5 separate regions of the Mus musculus genome follow, and regions 1, 2, 3 and 4 are each linked to region 5. The links are chromatin contacts, called in public HiChIP or PLAC-seq and promoter capture Hi-C maps. All regions are on one chromosome and are shown on one strand. Each heading gives the region's core, a stretch centred on a gene start, on an enhancer-like site or on the middle of the called end of the contact. The rest is flanking DNA. Distances are from core to core; before and after follow the strand shown. Region 1 overlaps Krtcap2 (keratinocyte associated protein 2). Region 2 holds the start of Prcc (papillary renal cell carcinoma (translocation-associated)). Region 3 holds the start of Pklr (pyruvate kinase liver and red blood cell). Region 4 holds the start of Muc1 (mucin 1, transmembrane). Region 5 holds the start of Lmna (lamin A).

What was found. Promoter capture Hi-C pulls out the DNA fragments that hold promoters and counts their contacts. HiChIP or PLAC-seq counts read pairs in DNA pulled down with a chosen protein or histone mark.
Region 1: an HNF4G HiChIP or PLAC-seq map of pancreatic cancer cells shows a contact between it and region 5. The contact joins the enhancer-like site here to the promoter of Lmna in region 5. A contact is called at or near these places in 5 of 39 promoter capture datasets (the SN4741 cell line, cranial neural crest, hippocampal neurons and 1 more), 1 of 15 datasets of contacts at CTCF or cohesin (CD8 T cells) and 1 of 115 datasets of contacts at active chromatin or transcription factors (pancreatic cancer cells).
Region 2: an H3K4me3 HiChIP or PLAC-seq map of bone marrow-derived macrophages shows a contact between it and region 5, with 4 times the contacts expected there. The contact joins the promoter of Prcc here to the promoter of Lmna in region 5. A contact is called at or near these places in 1 of 39 promoter capture datasets (liver) and 2 of 115 datasets of contacts at active chromatin or transcription factors (bone marrow-derived macrophages and pancreatic cancer cells).
Region 3: a promoter capture Hi-C map of liver shows a contact between it and region 5, with 2.6 times the contacts expected there. The contact joins the promoter of Pklr here to the promoter of Lmna in region 5. A contact is called at or near these places in 3 of 39 promoter capture datasets (cranial neural crest, liver and neural stem cells).
Region 4: a FOXA1 HiChIP or PLAC-seq map of pancreatic cancer cells shows a contact between it and region 5. The contact joins the promoter of Muc1 here to the promoter of Lmna in region 5. A contact is called at or near these places in 4 of 39 promoter capture datasets (the SN4741 cell line, hippocampal neurons and liver), 1 of 15 datasets of contacts at CTCF or cohesin (CD8 T cells) and 3 of 115 datasets of contacts at active chromatin or transcription factors (epiblast stem cells, extraembryonic endoderm stem cells and pancreatic cancer cells).

Annotation. Positions count from the first base shown.
Region 1 is chr3:89,249,252-89,253,406 of GRCm38.p6, forward strand. It overlaps Krtcap2 (keratinocyte associated protein 2), which reads left to right. Exons shown (of 5, transcript NM_025327.3): 5 at 320-478. The coding sequence ends at 440. Among named protein-coding and RNA genes, the nearest start is that of Krtcap2, 4.9 kb to the left of the region's middle. Within about 2 kb of position 2,255, at least 131 of the 459 cell types and tissues checked have an H3K27ac peak or open chromatin away from gene starts, as enhancers often do. A contact at or near this core is called in CD8 T cells and pancreatic cancer cells, where this site is marked.
Region 2 is chr3:87,883,016-87,887,146 of GRCm38.p6, forward strand. Prcc (papillary renal cell carcinoma (translocation-associated)) reads right to left here and starts at 2,547. Exons shown (of 7, transcript NM_033573.2): 1 at 1,860-2,547. The coding sequence starts at 2,327.
Region 3 is chr3:89,133,695-89,137,662 of GRCm38.p6, forward strand. It overlaps Pklr (pyruvate kinase liver and red blood cell), which reads left to right and starts at 2,448. Exons shown (of 11, transcript NM_013631.2): 1 at 2,448-2,588; 2 at 3,530-3,712. The coding sequence starts at 2,489.
Region 4 is chr3:89,227,655-89,231,259 of GRCm38.p6, forward strand. It overlaps Muc1 (mucin 1, transmembrane), which reads left to right and starts at 1,402. Exons shown (of 7, transcript NM_013605.2): 1 at 1,402-1,523; 2 at 2,257-3,560. The coding sequence starts at 1,466.
Region 5 is chr3:88,500,918-88,504,623 of GRCm38.p6, forward strand. Lmna (lamin A) reads right to left here and starts at 2,435. Exons shown (of 12, transcript NM_001002011.3): 1 at 1,831-2,435. The coding sequence starts at 2,186.

The sequences.
Region 1 (4,155 bases), core at 1,005-3,504, 750 kb after region 5:
TCCCCTCCCCCCCATTATTTTTTTCAAAGCTTTTTTTATTTATTATATGTAACTACACTGTAGCTGTCTTCAGACACACCAGAAGAGGGCATCAGATCTCATTACGGATGGTTGTGAGCCACCATGTGGTTGCTGGGATTTGAACTCGGGACCTATGGAAGAGCAGTCAGTGCTCTTAACCCCTGAGCCATCTCCCCACCCCCACCCCTTTTTTTTGTCCTTAGTTTCCCAGGCCTAAATCTGAATTCTTTACCTGACGCTGGTGTCTGCCCTAGTAGCAACATGCCTATTGGTTTAATGACTTATTTTCACCCCCTAGCTTCATCTTCTCCATGGTTGGTCTGTACTACATCAACAAGATATCGTCCACTCTGTACCAGGCAACAGCTCCAGTTCTCACACCGGCCAAAATCACTGGCAAGGGCAAGAAGAGAAACTAACTGTGAATGAGTAATAAAGTTGTGTCTTTGTAGCTGTGTCTGTGAACTGTGACAGTTGACCTCATCTGCCAGTGCCCAAGCTGGGCAGGTGCTGCAGCATCCTTGCCCTCCACTGACAAGAGAGTCATTGTGGGAGAAGAACGCAAAAATGATCGGGGTCTTAACCTATGGGGAGAGAGGTTAAACAGTAGATAATACAGGAGGGCCTGCCTTTCAGAACCTAACTGGTGTGCGTGTGTGTGTGTGTGTGGGGGGGGTATGTGCACATATGTTGGGGTGGTGCACATTGCGTGCGTGTAAGGACCCTGGGTTGGTCACCGACCCTTGCTTCTTCACTCTGGCAACCTTGTTTCCCTCCCCCATTTATCTTGTCTTCAAGATATTAAGAAATCCATAAGTCTCTTCAGGTTAGATCAAAGAGCAGCCAGCCCACAGCCTCAGCCAAGTCTTGATGGAAATGAGGCTGTGGCCCCAGACCCTGCTTTGTGCTGTCATGAGAAGCAGCTCTCTGTCCAGGGTGCTTGTCCTTTAGAGCAGCAAGGTTCCCGCCCCCTCCCCCCCCCACCTCCCTCTCCCGGTGGATGCTCCAAACTTTAGGAAACACCCATTTTGGTCACTTTTGTATACTCAGTAGTGCCTGAGAGTGGGAAGTAGGTTGGTTGAATGAAAAAACTTATCCTTCAACCCTTCTAGGACAAAATCCTACACATTTAGAGGCACCTAAAGGTTAGGGAATAAGGCTCAGTAAAGATGAAGCCAAGCGTCTAAGGAGGTCTGGTGAAGGATTATTAAGAGGCCACACTGCCCAGTCAATCACTCTTTACCTGGCCCAGGAGGAGGAACTGCACAGTTTGCATAAAGTGCTGACAGAGGGCGCTGTGAGCCCATCGATCCTGGATACTCAGGCCGACCTCTACCTGCATATTGGTCCTAAAGGACTAGGCAGTGCTCTAATTCTTTGGAAGCCAATCTAGGGAACTCAAGGGGCCAGGCACCGTACTGGAAAGCTAGAAGCATCACTTCCTGTTCCTGGGCTAGGAGTTGGACAGAATTTTCAGTAGAGATCACAGAGTCTTTCTGAGCCTGGCAGTTGAAAGCTCATCTAGTGAGGTTGAAGTGTGGCGTGTAGAGCGCTCTGAAGGAGGGATGGAGGGTGTCCAAAACAGGTCCTGGGTCTATGGGAAGGTCTAAGTCAGACCTTGATTTTCTCCTTGCCTGGAGTGGGAGCACTGGGTAGGACACACATAGCCCTGGGATATGGCCTCCTGAGGGTCAGAGGCTTTCAGAAGGCTTGGGTGGAGTCAGGCAGATAACAAATACCACTTCTAAGGTTTAGGTATGTGAGGGGAAGATCAGAGGTGACCCAGCAGTGCTAAGGAATCAATGTCACCTACTGTGTAGGACCAGGGGCAGTATGTGCCTCAGGAATAATGACCCATCCCTCAGGAATGGGTGGATTTACAAGGCAGGTCGGCGCCAATAGCAGCTTTACACTCAGCCTATCTGTGGTGTCTAGTTGTAGGCTATACACACCTGACCTGCCAATTAACCCTGACAGAGATATCACAGTCTCTAATCACCATCATTAGGTAAAGGGACCCGAGGATATGGTGCCTTCCAAGACCTGAAGGTGAAAAAGACAAAGGAATTTGGGGTTCCTGGGACTGCTCCAGCCGGGTGGCAGAAGACCTATGGGAGAGCGGGGCATCTCCCCACCCCCACTCCCCGGAGGACAGAGGGAGGCAGATGTTTCCTCCTGTTCACTCACACGTGGCAGCGACACCCACAGGCACCCGCCCCCAACTCCGGAAACAGGAGTAAATAATACGTGGGCGGAGTCGCTGTAGTCTGGCCTGAGGCTTCTGGCCCCTGACCTGACATGCTCCTTGGAGTCAAAGGTGATACCACCCTTCAAGAAGGCAGTGGGACACTGAGACTGAGGCAAGTGGACTAGATTGGCCTCCCTCCCCGGGACAGGCACAAGCATGAAGAGTGCCTGGCATTTAGGGCATACCAATGGGACAGGGCGGGACCTGGGGGCGCCCAGGGCAGGCGGGAGGGCTAGTCTGCGCCAGCCCTTGGCTCCAGCCCTTTCCGGCCCTTATTGTCCTTGGTGAGAACCGGACACTGTCCTGTTCCCACTGCCCCCTGCCTCCACAGCTCTGCTCCCCAGGGCCTGGGGAAGGATGTTGGGAAACAAGAGAGAGGCAGAGACCCATAGAGACAGAGAAGCTGAGAGACACAGAGACAGAGGCACAAAGGAAAGGGTTCTGTGAGAAGGATACACTGAAATCTATTGTGAAGGCACTGGGTGGTGGGCTCTGTGGGAACCTTGGTAGAATGGGAAGTTGGCAGCCCTGCCTTCTTTGGGGGACTGCTGGAGTCTACAGTCCTTGACAGGTTACAAATAGTGCTACCTCCTAAGCAAACAATGCTCAGAGCCCTAAGGCAGACAGCCGGGGCACTTAATTGTCCCCTATAGGTACATTTCTTGGCTTCCCTTCCAGGAAAATGGAAGTTCCTGGGGGCTCAAGGGCCAGAGCCAGGATCTGGCTCCTCAGTCCACCCCTTCTAGGGCTGAGAGCCAGATGTGCATATACAAGCTGTACCATAGATGCTGCTTGGTTGAGTTCCTGCAGAGGCACAGGGAGAAGCCCCTAATTGGCTATAGAGTTAGGCGTTCTCAAATACCTATAGCAAACAGCTTTAGGTCAGCTACTGGGAGTGAAGACTTCAAAGCTTTCCCTTAGGCTCCAAGGGGCAGCCACACCCAGCTAGGCTCTTCAGCGCTCTTCAGGCTCTTCAGGCCCGTGCCAGGTGGGAATCCTGGGCCCCACAGGTCTCAGCAGTTCCTTCCCGGGATTCAGATCCTTTGCCAACTGGAGAGAGGTCCAGGTCCCTAGATCTATAGAGGTTCCAGCGACACTCAGAAAAAAAAACAGGCATGCGTCTATTTAACAAATTATTTTTCTTGCACATGTAGAGTGTGTGTGGTGTCCTCACATGTATGCATATTCACAAGCACACAAATGGGTGGATAGGCACACATAGGCATGCAAAGTTGGAGGTCCAAAGTTAAAGTCTAGTGTCTTCCCCAGCCTCTCCTTATTTATTGAGGTAGCATCACTGAATCTGGAGCTCACAGACTCCAGTTAGTCAAGGTAGCCAGCGTGTCCTGGGACGCCCTTGTCTCTGCCTCCTGGGTGCTGGGACTACAGGAGGTTGCCACGGCCACCTGGATTTTTGGGATATGAACTCCTGTCCTCACCTGGCCCTTTCTCCACTGACCCATCTTCCCCAGCCCAACATGAACAGTTAGTTAGCATGGTGTGGCAAGTGTGCTAGCCACACAGTCTGTATAGGACTCAGAAATTCTGATGATAAACTAAGATTCTATTATGTCCCTTCAAGGTCTGTGGCAACGGGCACACGGGATTTGCTGGGCTATTCTGTGTTATGTATATTTGAAAACTCAAAAGTAAAAGTTCAATCTTTTTTTTATGGCCAATTCCTGTTTTCCTAGAGGATCTGACTCCAGCTACACTGGGGGACAACACCAGAAACTTTAAATTAGAGCCATCACCACCACCACCACCCCACCCCACCACACCCCCGAAGCAATAAAGTCTAAGCCAAATGGGTTTCCTTACTGTGAGGAGGGAACCTCAAGGCTCCCAGAGAATGTCTCACACCTTGAGAAAGCCGGGAAAGAAAA
Region 2 (4,131 bases), core at 1,297-3,796, 620 kb before region 5:
AGAAAAGCTAAATATATAATGTAATGTAGTAAGGTGGTCAAACTACAGAAAAAAACAAAGAAGACCAGATATGGTGGCTCACATCTTTGATCCAGCACTCACAATGCAGAGGCAGGAGGAGTTTTGAGGCCAAATTCCAGGCCAGCTAGGGTTCCATAGTAAGACCCTGTCTCCAAAAAAATCAAAGCAGGGAGGGGTGGGCCAGAGGTGCTTGGAACATGCCTTCCAAGCCAAGACTTGACAGAGCGTGATGAAAAGACCAAGACAGCTACTGGGGGGGAAACTGAGTTAAAGAACTTTACCTACAAAAGATAAAGATGGCCCTTGGTAGCTTGGAAAAACTAAAGAAAAGCAGAGTTAGCAAAAGGAACCCAGGGTGGACCAATTCATTTACTAAAAGATAGAAAGCAAAGAACTGTCACAGGCTGCCTCCTTTATCATGGAAGTCCTCATGGAAGAGGCCTTATCTTTTCCTGCTTAAACATCTGAAAACAACATAAGTCAGGAATGATGGCACAAGTCTTTAATCCCAGAACCCAAGAGGCAGGAGCAAGAGGATCTGAGTTCAAGGCCAGGTCTACAGAGCAAGTTATAGGGGGGCATCTAGGACTACATAGAGACCATCAAACAAACAAACACACAAACAAACAAGAAAACACTGTAATCTTAGCTGCCTCTTTTAGAAACTATACTCTAATGCTCATCTAGCCTGGACAGTATCTAGATGGTGAAACAGATTTAAACAGATCCAGTTGTCAATCTCCAGTAAGACTACATGCTGGACTCCATTTTCATATCTGTAAATAGTATGTTAGGGCTGAGGATATGGCCCAGTTGATAAGGATGCTTGCCTAGCATGCACAAAGCCCTAGACATGAATGTAAGCTGCATAAAGCAGGCATGGTGGTGTTCAGCTGTAATCCCAGCACTCAGGAAGGAGATGGAGGAGAATCTGGAGTTTAAGGACAATCTTAGCTACTAAAGTTGAAGCCAGCCTGGACTACCAAATCCTGCTTCTATAGGTTGTAATCCCAGCTACAGGGGAGACTGAAGCAGAACAATCTAAAATTCAAGTCAGTCTAGACAATCTAGAAAAACCATTCCTCAAAATAAACAATGGAAACAGGGCTGGGTTTTGTAGCTCAGTGGAAGAGCATTTACCTACTATGTGTGAGGGAGGCTACAAGTCCAACTCCCATTGTGTGTGGGGGTGAGGGAGAGGCAATACTCAATTTCTTATACCAGGGATAGTGTAATACACTTTTTAATCCAGCACTTGGACTCTGAGACAAGAGGATCACAAGTTGAAGCCCAAGCTGAGCTACACAGTGATTCAAGAAAAGCCTGGGTTACAATACTAGAACCATGTCAAAATAAGTAAACATTCCATCTCTTCTCTAACTCCACTCATGTCCTTTACCTCCTTCCAGCCTTCTTATTTTAGAGATGGGGCAAAGGATAAGGCTGGTCCTGGATGTTCAACAGGAGCACTTTAGTCCCACCAGCTGTCACTTCAGGCGCCACTTTTAACCTGCCCTCAATATGGGAAGAGAAGCCAACTGAGATAAAGATGCTGAAAGGGAAAGAATTGTCTCCATGCATGCGCCTTAAGCCTGTCAGTACCAAGGATACCACGCATCCCTTTCTGCAAGGAAGTCCCAGGTTCCAGAATGCCTCATGGCCAATACCCTAACTCCCCAAAGCAGGCAAGTTCAGGTGAATTTAACCGCCTTCTAAGAGGATTCCAGCGGCTCGGAGTCAACGGATGCGTTTGTCGAGCTCCATTATGGTTACAAGTCCCTCCTACCCCTAAACTCCAGCCCAATGGGACTTGAGGTGCCCCCCCCCTCCATACTCACATCGCCCTTCTGCAGCTCCGGCGCCGCTATCCTAACCGGTTCGGTTCTCTTCTTTGGCTTGGGAAGGCCCAAGGGGGGTCCGACACCGCCCACAGCTGGGGGCAGACTGAGCCCAGGGCCTTGAGGCGATGGCAGCCCCAGCCCCTCTCCAACTCCCGCAGCTTCAGCAGGGCTCACTCCTGCAGGTGGCGGGAAGCCGCCCAGGCCAAAGGGCAGCGGCGGAGGCGGCTGCAGTCTGGGGTCTCCGGTGGGCGGGGGCAGCAGGAGCGGCGGGGGGAAGGCTGGGGCCAGCATCTGGGGGGGCGGGGGCAGCAAGGCCGGGCCTTTGGGTGCAGGAAGAGAAGCGAACAGGCCTCCTAAAGTGGGCCCTGGCATAGGAGCCGCCACATCCTCTTCCTCCGGCTCCGGCTCCGGCTCCGGCTCATCCGGCTCACTATCGTCGCTGCTGGCATAAGCAACCAGAGACATGGCGCCTCCCGCCTTTGGGACGCCCTTGCTGGCAGACTAGGCCTACTTGAGACCCGGGATGTCCCGGCGGCCTAGTAGGCCCTACCAGCGGGCAAGGCGGGGAACCGAAAAGCGCCTCCTGCTCCGTGCTCTAGAACTATCCCCGGCAGGAACCCATGGCTAGGGTTGATTTCCACCGAGTAAGAATTCCCGCTACACTTAAGCTCCTAGCACCAAGCAACTACACACACCTAATGGCCGCCGAGTCACTCCGCCTACTACTCACCTCACAGACTTAAGAACTACAATTCCCAGAGAAGACTTTAGCAACAACCCCATTCTCTACCTCCGGGAACTCAGTGCAAAGCATGGCGGGAATTGCAGTCTAAAGGTGGCGTAAAGGGTGCGCAGAAAGACTGAGCGAAAGCTTCCTCTGATGCAGTGATTCCTGGGATTCGTAGTTTGTTTGTTTGTTTGTTGTTGTGTGTCCTTTCAAGTCCTATGTTACTACAAGCCCCATGGATCAGCGCGGTAGCACGTAAGCATTTAGAGCATTTCGGTACTTGAAGTTCCTCAGAGCAGCTAAGGATTATGGGAGCTGTGGTACCCTTAGAAACTGCAAGTGTTGTCGGGAAAGTGATGAAGTCTGGGAAAGTAAATAGCTTAAAGGGAAAGTTACCTGTAAATAAAACAGTGATGCTTCCGAGTCGACCTGGGTGTTAGAACAAAGCACCCCAAGAAAAGACAAAGCTCTAGGGTACGTTATAAAATTAAGATTGCGAAGCCAGAAAGAAAACGAGGCCGCAGGCATCTGAGAGCATGGCAAGGGTGGTGTCATGCACCTTGAATCCCAGCACTAGGAAGTCAGACGCGGGCGGAGATCTGTGAGTTCGAGGCCAGCCTAGACTATGAAGTGAGGTCCAGGACAGCCAAGGTGACACAGAAAATCCTGTCTCTGTCTCACAGAAAAAAAAAAAAAAAAAAAAAAAAAAAAAAAAAAAAAAGAGTCAGTGCTCTTAACCAATGAATACACCAGTATACATCTAGTAACAGTACACACCTCCCATGAACGCTATCCCCATGAGTGTGGGGACTTGGGCTCCTTCCTCAGCAACTAGTGAGAAGCACGGGAAACTAGGGCAAGGTATTGGAGAATTGGAGATTAATCACTTTACCTCAGTAAAAGGACAGACTATGGCCCGGTACACTTCCAAGTTCTTAGGGGTTGATCACCTGTGCCCACCCTACAGTGCATGTGTCTTTGGCATTCATTTCTTGGCTGGATGTGCTGTCTTCTCGGCCTTTGCGTATGGCCCTCATATCCACCCACTTTTACTGCAGGCTTTTTCACATACTGCCCGTCTATGATGACGTGCTGTGCAACTGCTCTTCCCTGGCTCCCTGTGATTCTGGATCACTTCTGTCACCCTCTAACTGAGGGCCCTCTACTTGCCATGTCCTTTATACATGAACCCATCTCTCTGTGGGTACCTCCCTGCTCCTAAGAGCAGAAAACCTTTGAGGTCAGCCAACAACGAAAGAGCTGCTAGAGTTTGGCAGGGAGGAGGCTAAAGAACGTGGAAAGGGTGCTTTGAGCGAAGGATGAGGATTGTAAAGACTGTGAAAGGATGTGGCTCTTCCTCACCAGCCTCCTCGCCATGTGTCTGAACATTTGGCTTCATACACAAACTTATACCACCTTCTCTAGACATCTGCTTAAATCTCCCAGAATAACTTGTATACACCTGTGTTTAAACTATACTGAGTTTAGGCAGCTCAACATTACAGTGCTTAGCTAGCATGCACGTATGTACATGATTCAGAA
Region 3 (3,968 bases), core at 1,198-3,697, 630 kb after region 5:
AGGGGCCAGAGACAGGGTCTGGAGCAGCCCCAGATCCATGGCACACCTCCTCAGCTCCCTGGGCCCTCCTGGTCATGACAGGAAAGCCAGAGCATATCCAGCTGTCAGCCCTGGATTTTAATGATTAACTGGCACCTCAAACACAGCCCTGTCCAAAGCCTTGAGTTCCGCCATCTTAAACCTACTTCCTCCCTTATCTCAATGGGCAACAGGCTCTCCTCTCCTCACACTTGCTTGGGTTATATCAGGGGCCCCTTGAAAAGCCCTCTGTACCCTTTCTTCCTTCAGCTCCTCCCTAATCCTTTGGCTCAAGAGAAGGCCCACCTAGATCTGGTTGGCCTTTGTGACTACTGTAGGTCAGAGTCCATGGGAGAACCCACCCAGCCTGAAGCCTTATGTCTCACCTCCCCAGGAAAGCCCTTTGCTCTCCTATCCCAGGAATACAGGGTGTTTCAATTAGCTGTCACATCTTCCAAGGTGACCCTCAGAGAAAGATGACTTCCTCCTGTCTCTGTGCCTCAATGCTGGTTCTGCAAGGACGAGTAGATGGACATTTGACTCCAGAGCAAAAGAAGTCCCCCATCTACCGCAGGGCCAGCAGGATACCTGCGACGTGCCAGTGTGGCCCAGCTGACCCAGGAGCTGGGCACTGCCTTCTTCTCCATGTTACACTCTAAGTACTGAAAGCCTCTCTTACCAGCACAGCTCCGCAGTCATTCTGCTCTGTCTGCCTGTCTCCAAAACACATCTCACAGACTTCTCCCCTCCCCCACAGTGCCACCCAGGCTAGCCTGTCACCTCCCACCCTGATCAACTCCCAAGACTCACCTCTGTCTTCTGAATCCATGACTGTTTACATCGGTCAGCTAGAGCTACCTAAGACCTAACTTGAATTATATTATGTCCCTGGCAGCCATACCAGTGGCTCTTTGCTCAGGCGCCCAGGTTTACCATGGCCACGTCCCCCTAACCAGTTTCTCTTACACAAAAAGCTTTTGTTCCTCAGAGTTATGGGACATATGCAACCTACAGGAAACTCTTTCCTCTGCTGCCCCTGCTGCCCCTGCTGCCCCTGCAGCCCCTGCTGGTGCCTTCTCATCCTTAATAGCTTAAGCATAATCACATTAAAGAAAGCCTCATCTTATTTAAGAGGTGCCTAAGATACACCACTGTCCCACCCGGCCACCCTGCCCAGTCCTATGATCCATGCCTGACACCCCTTACCCAGTTTAAAGTATTTATTTATTTGCTAGTAGTCTGTCATTTCCCCACACACACTATATTAAAACCCATGGAGGGCGAAGGTTCCATCTTTCTATCTGCTTGACTCCCACTGTATCCTCCAGGGTTGTCACTGGCCATTGTCATTGTCATAGTGTCATGGAAGCCTTCCTAGAGAATCCCACTGTTCTAGCAACTTTGCTGAACTTGTAAAGTCACCCAAGAATGGGGTCAAGAGAATCCCCAGTCTAGGGTCATCTGGGATATGGAAAAAAAGTAAGTGCCAGGTGGCCCGTCTGTTGGTTGGGGTAGTTATAGGGAATTTTGACAGCAGGACTGCAGCTTATGCTCATGGTGGTCAGCAAGGCAAGGTCACTCTCCCTGGTGCCTTGGTAAAAAGTGAGTTGGGTGCGATGTCCCCACGATGGCTGAAGAACTCCCCTGTGCTCAGGCTTCCTGTGTTTACTAATATGGTTCGTCAACATCAATCTAAACAAGTTTATCAATTAGTGCCTAGAACTGTTTATAGTTTCATCTTTGGATTCACAGAGGAACAGATGCGAGAAACTGAGATACCCTCTAACGTCTATCAAAGGGTTCCCCTCTGCCAGGTGGTGGTGGCGCACGCCTTTAATCCCAGCACTTGGGAGGCAGAGGCAAGCAGATTTCTGCGTTCGAGGCCAGCCTGGTCTACACAGAGAAACCCTGTCTAGAAGAGAAAAGGAAAGGAAAGGAAAGGGAAGGGAAGGGAAGGGAAGGGAAGGGAAGGGAAGGGAAGGGAAGGGAAGGGAAGGGAAGGGAAGGGAAGAGAAGAGAAGAGAAGAGAAGAGAAGAGAAGAGAAGAGAAGAGAAGAGAAGAGAAGAGAAGAGAAGAGAAGAGAAGAGAAAAAAAAGTTCCTCCCTCTTTTCCACAATCTAGTCCCCACATTCAAGCTCTTGCTCTGAGAATATACCTAAGATTCTTGTCAATAAAATACAAAGAGAAAAGGATTGTATCACTGGCGATGAACTAGTCTCTATTGAAGCTGATGGACTGACAGTATGAATGGACTAAAAATTGACCAGGAAAAACGGATGACCTAGGGGAAGGGAAGATGTGGGGACTGACAACCGACAGCCCTCCAGAAGGGACTCTGTGTGGGGATGGGGCTGCCTACTGGGTGTGCCTCTTTTCTATTCTCTGGCTCCTGCAGATAAGACCAGCAGTTAGGGTACACTCTCCTCCCAGTCTGTGGTTCTTGCAGCCCCAGTCCCACACTTTGGAAGCATGTCTGTCCAAGAGAACGAGCTACCCCAGCAGCTCTGGCCCTGGATCTTTAAGTCCCAAAAAGACTTAGCAAAGTCTGCTTTAAGTGGGGCTCCAGGAGGTAAGAAGAGGAAGGGAAGCCACTGAACAGAGAGGAGAATTAGGGTAGAATCAGTGTTGGGGGTGGAGGCCTTGGGGGAAGGATGCCCACTACAGCCTCTGTTAAATTTGATTTGAGCCTTTGATCCAGGCTCTGCAGACAGGCCAAAGGGGATCCGGCAGCATGGACGCCACGGGGCACTCCCGTGGTTCCTGGACTCTGGCCCCCAGTGTACAAGGCTTCCATTGGCAAGAGAGATGCTAGCTGGTTATACTTTAACCAGGACTGATCTCGTCTGTGCCAGGCCCCATCCCACTGACAAAGGCAGAGTATAAAGCAGACCCACAGACACAGCAGGTACGCAGCAGTATGGAAGGTGCTCTACTGAGCCGGGCTGGGTCAAGCTACGGGGGTTTCCCCCACAAGGGGGCAGGCAGGGGATAGAGCCGCACTGTATAGATGGAGGGAACTTGGAGGGGAGGGAAGTGGGGAAGCCAGAGAGTTGCCTGGAGCTAGAAGGAAGTAAACAAGGAAAAGTAACAGAGAGATTCCAGGCCTAGAGAATGAGATGCCTTGAGACTTGAGGGAGGCTTCTGGGGGTGCTGAGGCTGAGTGGTCTGCTGGGGGGCGGGGTGGGGGAGGGTCTCGGTAACTGGGTCCGTAAGGACTCAGCTTTGAGCTAGACCTAGATTTGAATCATCTTCCTTGGAAGATGCCCTTTTCTTAGACAGTGCATTTTCTCTCTCCGTCTTTTTCCTTCCTTGTAAAGTTGGGAAAGAGCACATCTAACAGCCTGCTCCATAGAACCCTGGAGACTAAACAAAGTAATGTGTGACACTCAGATTGAAGGAAGGCCTCCTCACACAGACCGGAGGGCTGAATAGACACAGGGTGCACTGGCAGGAAGCACATGGGGGATAGGCGATTGTCTGTGCAGGATCCTGAGTCCCCATCTACCGCAGGGCCAGCAGGATACCTGAGACGTGCCAGTGTGGCCCAGCTGACCCAGGAGCTGGGCACTGCCTTCTTCCAGCAGCAGCAACTGCCCGCAGCTATGGCGGACACCTTCCTGGAACACCTCTGCCTTCTGGATATCGACTCAGAGCCTGTGGCCGCTAGGAGCACCAGCATCATTGCCACCATCGGTAAGACCACCCAACCCTGGGCCGCCACACTGGGCCGCCTGCATGACTCTGGTGTCTCCTTACTGTGCTATCTTTGCCATGGTCATTCATTCAACAAATATTTGTGAGATTTGCAGGTGTTGTTGTTGTTGCGGGTGTTGTTGTATTTGCTTCTTTTTCTTTTTCTTTTTTTTTTCTGAGACAGAATCTTCTTATGTTGTAGCTCTGGCTGTTGGGCAGGCAGGTCTCAAACTCAGAAATCCACCTACCTTTGCCT
Region 4 (3,605 bases), core at 152-2,651, 730 kb after region 5:
TGTTTTTAAAGTATTAGTTTCCGTCTTGTATTCGTTGGGACTAAGAACTGTTTGCCTACTACAGTTGTAACTGCTCCTGCTGGTTTACTCCGCAACCTCCGCTTGCGGGATCCGGCCTGGCATCCTCAGTCCGCGCTACTGTGAACCCAAAGCCCTCCCCAAATTCAACTGTTTCTGCCCTTCAGAACACCTTTCGTTTCTCCCTAAACACACACACAAACACACGGGTTTGCCTTGTTTCGAGTGCTTGTTCGCCCCAAATATTCCTTTCCCAGATACATCTCAACGTTCTCATGTTCCACGATCGGCCCACCTACTTAATCTCTTCCTCCTCAATATCTAGCTACCTAGACATAACCCGTCCTACACCCCACCCCCCACCATTCAATGTCATCACACAACTTGATGCCCCCCCTTCCAGATACCTTGGGGCTCCAACCACTTTTACCCTACCCGCAAACACCATCCCCAGAAGTCTAGTAGCCCAATTAATGACCCTTGCTTCTCCCCTACAGTGTGCATTCTTTCCTATCTGTCCGAGGCATTGATTCTTTTCGCCAAGGCACAATTAACTTCCTTAAGTTAATCTGTCTCAACTTGGGCTGTGCTGCCAAACTATCGGCTGGTGCGAGTACGCCGCGCGACGCTCGCGGTGACCACTAGAGGGCAGGCGTTTCCGGATAGAAGGGCCGGTCAACCTGCCACTCAAGGTGGAGGGTTGGGTAGGAAGGACCTTAGGCTTCAGTGGAGCCCAAGTTTAGTCCTTTTTAAGTGGAAATTTCCCCCACCGCCTTTCTCGGGAGAAAGCCAAAGAGAGACCCAGGCTACTGGAAAGTCTGGCAGGGGCGGGGATTGTGGTTTTCAGAGTACCGGGAACGGCTAGAAGGGCGGGGCTGTTCCGGGAAGTGGCGGGGGGGGGGGGGGTTCGGGGAGGGAGACTAAAACTAGCGACCTGTCCACTATTATCCAGCCCCCTTATGTCCTCTCAACTTGTGAGAAGTGGTGTTCAAGGACCCGCAGAGAGAATAGGAAAAGGGATCGGGGGACCTAGGGATGGACTTCCCATGTCTTGCTGTCCAGGGCCTTTCTGTGTTTCCTTTCCTCTTCTTGGCGGTCACTCTGGGACTAAAACCAGAGCCAGGGGGCCCCAGGTTTCCTCCACATACACACCTGGGGTAGTCAAGGAGCGGTTGGTAAAAGTGGGAGGCCAGATGGAGAAAAAACAGGTTGTCATAAGGTTGAGTGATTGGAGCCCAAGTACCCTACACAGGAATGACTGGGGGGGAGGAGGAGGAAAAGAATAGGGGAGGGGGCGGAGTTTTGTTACCTGTCACCTGCTCTGACTGTGCCTAGGGCGGGAGGGGGACTGGTATAAAGCAGCAGGCACCAGCCCTGTTCCACCTCACACACGGAGCGCCAGCCTTGAGTTTGTTTTCTAGCCCCTTCCCGCCTGTTCACCACCACCATGACCCCGGGCATTCGGGCTCCTTTCTTCCTGCTGCTACTTCTAGCAAGTCTAAAAGGTGAGAGGCGCAAGGTGGGGAGGGGCTGCGCTGTTCAGGTGGGACTCCCAGTCTTTCTGTGGAGTTTGCTTACTGGTAGATTATGAGAGTCATAAATGGCCATCCATACAGGTATGGCCCAGTATGTGCCAGGGGGGAAAAGAGGCTAAGGAAGGAGGCTGAGAAGAGGTGACCCCTCAGGAGAGTGGGCACTATAGTAGGCAAATAATACTCTTTGTGGGGAGTAGAGAAGAGAGGCTGTGTCAGGAGAAGTAGCTCCGGAGTGGAAGAATGGGGCCGTGTGCAGTGGTTCCAGTCTATAGTTCCCACACCCTGGACGCTCAGGTTCACAGAGAGTTCAAGGCCAGCTTAGGCTACAGTATGAATACTTGTCTCAAGTAGAGGAATAAATGAGCCAGAAGCAGAGGTGAGACCTCTGCTTAGGGAGGGAGGCTGTCAGGATGAAGGCAAACCAGGGGCTACCTGATGCTAACATGATCCCCCTTCCTTCCCCGGTTACTTTGTTTTCAGAGTTTATATTTTTCTTCTTGCTCTGATTTTTATTCATCAACCCAGTAGGTTTTTTTTTTGTTGTTGTTGTTGTTTTGTTTTTTTTTTCTTCAACTTTGGCTCTAGCCGGAACTAAAACATCACACATGTTATCCAAAGCGACCCAGTGTCCAACTCTGTTGATTAGTGCTGCGCTGCTGTGAGCATAAAAACAGTTTACCCCTAATCTTCCACTCTGGTTCAGGTTTTCTTGCCCTTCCAAGTGAGGAAAACAGTGTCACCTCATCTCAGGACACCAGCAGTTCCTTAGCATCGACTACCACTCCAGTCCACAGCAGCAACTCAGACCCAGCCACCAGACCTCCAGGGGACTCCACCAGCTCTCCAGTCCAGAGTAGCACCTCTTCTCCAGCCACCAGAGCTCCTGAAGACTCTACCAGTACTGCAGTCCTCAGTGGCACCTCCTCCCCAGCCACCACAGCTCCAGTGAACTCCGCCAGCTCTCCAGTAGCCCATGGTGACACCTCTTCCCCAGCCACTAGCCTTTCAAAAGACTCCAACAGCTCTCCAGTAGTCCACAGTGGCACCTCTTCAGCTCCGGCCACCACAGCTCCAGTGGATTCCACCAGCTCTCCAGTAGTCCACGGTGGTACCTCGTCCCCAGCCACCAGCCCTCCAGGGGACTCCACCAGCTCTCCAGACCATAGTAGCACCTCTTCTCCAGCCACCAGAGCTCCCGAAGACTCTACCAGTACTGCAGTCCTCAGTGGCACCTCCTCCCCAGCCACCACAGCTCCAGTGGACTCCACCAGCTCTCCAGTAGCCCATGATGACACCTCTTCCCCAGCCACTAGCCTTTCAGAAGACTCCGCCAGCTCTCCAGTAGCCCACGGTGGCACCTCTTCTCCAGCCACCAGCCCTCTAAGGGACTCCACCAGTTCTCCAGTCCACAGTAGTGCCTCCATCCAAAACATCAAGACTACATCAGACTTAGCTAGCACTCCAGACCACAATGGCACCTCAGTCACAACTACCAGCTCTGCACTGGGCTCAGCCACCAGTCCAGACCACAGTGGTACCTCAACTACAACTAACAGCTCTGAATCAGTCTTGGCCACCACTCCAGTTTACAGTAGCATGCCATTCTCTACTACCAAAGTGACGTCAGGCTCAGCTATCATTCCAGACCACAATGGCTCCTCGGTGCTACCTACCAGTTCTGTGTTGGGCTCAGCTACCAGTCTAGTCTATAATACCTCTGCAATAGCTACAACTCCAGTCAGCAATGGCACTCAGCCTTCAGTGCCAAGTCAATACCCTGTTTCTCCTACCATGGCCACCACCTCCAGCCACAGCACTATTGCCAGCAGCTCTTACTATAGCACAGTACCATTTTCTACCTTCTCCAGTAACAGTTCACCCCAGTTGTCTGTTGGGGTCTCCTTCTTCTTCTTGTCTTTTTACATTCAAAACCACCCATTTAATTCTTCTCTGGAAGACCCCAGCTCCAACTACTACCAAGAACTGAAGAGGAACATTTCTGGATTGGTGGGTATCAGCCTAGCCTCTGCCATGTGTCCCCTGACGTAGCTC
Region 5 (3,706 bases), core at 1,185-3,684:
ACCTCAGTCTGAGCTCAACAGCTATAGAAAGGGGTAGCAGCCGTGGTCTTCTATGATGGACACAGAAGGTCAGGCACTTAGCCTCTGCTCCACCCCACCAGCAGGGACCTAGGTGTGTATACCCACCCCCTTCCCGGAAGCCCAGCCTCCTCAGTTACCATCAGTGGAGAATAGAGGCAGGTGGCTAAATTTAAAAAGTCCACACATCACCCAGCCCCTACCCAACGTGTGTACACACCACCTGGTGTCCCAGGCTGGACAGCTGCACTGGGGGCAGGAGACTGGCATGGCTAGATGAACAAGAAGCTATAGATTCCACTGTCCCTGTCCCCACATCTACTATACAAGTTCTACACCAGGATCTGCAAGAGCTTTGGTGGCTGACTTAACTAGTTTAGATCACTAACTAGTTAACTCACTGGGACTCCTCTAACTTGCCTCATGTATTTCTTGATAAGGTGTTCATATCCCTAGTGGATGGATGAAAAGGCAGCTAATTCCTGTTAGCAGAAAGAAAAGCTGGACCCATCTGTGCACATGACCTCTGCTCACACTTGAGGCAATGGGCTTGCCATACTCACCACCTAGGGCTGGAATCTGGTAAGGAATAGAATGACCAACCACAGATACACAGTGGGTTTTGTCAGAAGATAATGCAAAAAGGAAAAAGAGGAAGAGAAGTCAAAGCTACCAGCCCCTTAGGTATCAGTGCGCACGTCCAATGTCCAAAGCTCTTTGTCTTGGGTCTACAACATAGAAGAAAAGACCACAGACACAGAGCGAAATGGAAGTACAGGGAGCAAGAGCCCAAACTTCCAGGCTTTGGAAAGCCTTTTTAGAAAGTAGGTGGAGCCAAGTAGGGTGGGGTAGGGTGGGGTAGGGATGGGTGCAATGGGAGTGGCCTGAGGCTCCCTAACGGCTGGATTTCAAAAATGTCATTGTATTCCAGAGGTTTAGTAAGATCAAGACATCAACAGTTCAGAGGATGGGCCAGAGTAAAGTCTGGCTTGACTAGAAAAATGAAAGTGGCTCGCTGGCTGAGCAAGGAAAGGACAGAGCTTCCAAAACCCTTAAGTCACCAAACAGAGAGGGCCCAGACTGGGGTGTCCCCGACTCAGGCATAACAGAATTTCCAGAGCCATTAGCTTCTGTGCCCGGTCTCCCTCCCCACCCTCCCTTGCATTCCTCGACCAGGGAGGCCAAGGGCTGTGGGAGCTGCGGGGGAGCAGATCTCCTGGTGTGCTTCTGGTGGGCCTGAGAGTCTAGGAAAAGCTCCAGACATTCTCAGCTCCTAGAAAGAACCAGGAGAAGGCCGTGCTTACACAGCCATGGGAGAAAGGGGCTATGCAGCCTTGGTAACTCCATTACAGTACCACTGGACAAATGTCAGTGTGGGCGCTATGTCTTAGTGGACATCATGTGTTCAGAGCCACGTTGGGCAAGATTGGCAAAGTGCCAAACCTACCAAGAAAGTTCTAATAAAACCCTTTCACCCATTCTGATGTGTCCCGGGCGGCGTTCGGGAGTTCCAAGACCTGGTAGAGCCTGTTCTACCTTCCTCAAGCCCATCCCCCAAGCTCCAAATGACTGAAAAATCCCACCTTGACAGCATAGGCCCTGTCACCAACGCTACTTGGTCTCAATGCCCCCACCACTCTTTATATCCCCCACCCTCTCACAGAGACCCCCTCCCTTCTATGTCCTATCATGTCTATTACCCTTGGCACTGCCAGTCACCCGCGGGAGGCAGTTCCGGGGAGGGAGGGGACTAGATGGCCAGTTACAGGCGACTGCTGCCTCCCTGGTGCCGGCCGGCCGGGCCTCACTCACCGAGCCTTCAGCTCCTTGAACTCCTCACGCACTTTGCTCAGCTCTAGCTGGAGGCGGGCGCGCTCCTTGGCCACAGAATCAAGGGTCTTGCGGGCATCCCCCAGCTCGGCCTCGTAGGCCGCCTTGATGCCGGACACCTCTCGGCTGACCACCTCTTCAGACTCAGTGATGCGAAGGCGCAGCCCCGCGTTCTCGGTCTCCAGGGAACGCACGCGATCGATGTACACGGCCAGGCGGTCATTGAGCTCCTGCAGGTCCTCCTTCTCCTGCAGCCGGGTGATCCGAGTGGGCGACAGTGGGGTAGAGCTGGCCTGCGCCCCACTGCGGGTGGCGCGCCGCTGTGACGGGGTCTCCATGGCCGGCAGGGTGACAGTGCTGCCCGCTGGGCAGGGGTCCCGAGAAGGGCGCGGGACTTGGACAGAAGGACAGAGGCTGCTCAGGGGGACAGCGAGCCGGCGAAGCTCGCTCCTGGCAGGCGTGGAGATCTGGGCTGGGCGCTGGCGCACCTCGGGATCTGGGTTGGCTGGTGTTGAGGCTGAGGCAGCGTTCCCGCGAACACTGAGTCACTGACAGCCAGGCAGAGGCTCTAATAGGCCCTCCTCTACAGGGGGTGGATCCACTGCTCTTAAAGGAGCCATCCTGTACCCAAAGGGGCGGGGGCAGGTATGGTGAGGAGGAGCCAGCATGCCAACCCTCACTCTGCAGAACACCCCTTTCTGGCCTGGGGCTTCACAATGTTGGTTCCTGCCTACTCAACTCTAAGCTTGCCTTTGGCCTTCTGGAGTAAAGAGCAGAGCCAAAGAATTTGAGTGGGTGGGCAAAGGGTAGTGGTGAGGGACCAGGGGAAGTAGGTGCAAAGTGAGGGAGAGGATCAGGCATCCCCAGAGAGCCAAGGAAGTTGGGGGGAGGGCTGAAGCTGCTGCCCATCAGTGACTCACCCCACTTCCACCACTGGCTCCCCTTTCCTCAGTAGTAATAGTGAGTCACCTCTCCCCCGCGCACAGAAGCGGCCAATCCAGGAGAGTGGAATGGCAAAGGAATGGCTGTGTTTTTAGGTAACTGAGGGATTACTTTATGCCCTCAAATTTGGGGGCAAAGATCAAGGACCTCGGGAAAAAACAAAAAACAAAACCCAAACCTATGCACTTCCCTTATATTTTTGGCTTTAAAACCAAACATTGGGTTTTAGATCTAAGAAATAAGCCTCAGTCCCCAAGAGAAGGCCAAGAATAGAAGCCAGAAGTTGGCCCCGCCCACTCCCCCCTCCCCTTTCATTTGGACCTAGACAGCTGGAAAAAGGGGCTGCTGAAATCCCTCGTTTCAGCCCCTTTCTTCAGCTCACTCCACCCAACCAAATCCAAGACTGTACTTATTTTTTTCCAGGACTGTACTTATTTTAATGGATAATTTAAAACAGATACCAGAGCTGTGCTGTGCGTGCATTCAGCACATGGCCAGGACACCAGGTTCCAGATTTTTGTGGCTTCGAGAAGGGCCTGAAAAGAGGAACGGGGTCAGAGGGTTGTTAATGCAGGGTCTCCATCCTGGTTCCATCTTAAACGGTGTGAGCAAGAACAGCAAAGCTACCCCCTCCTCAGCCACTGCATGCCTGTCTAGCCAGTTCTGGGTGGGCCCTGACTAGATGATCTCCCAATACAGTAACCTGGTCCCCTGGTTCCATGTCCCGGGGTCTCCAGCCTCCATCAAAGACTCCCGATCAGCTGTCTAATCCTCTCCTGTAACCCTAGCCTAAGCCTTACTGGCCCTGGCATCCCCTTCTGCCATGTTCCTTCCCCTTTTGCCATGTGCTTTCCCCTGTCCATTGCTGATTAGCTTGCAGTTCCTGCAGGTCCAGGCAGTGGGCTTGAGTTGGGAC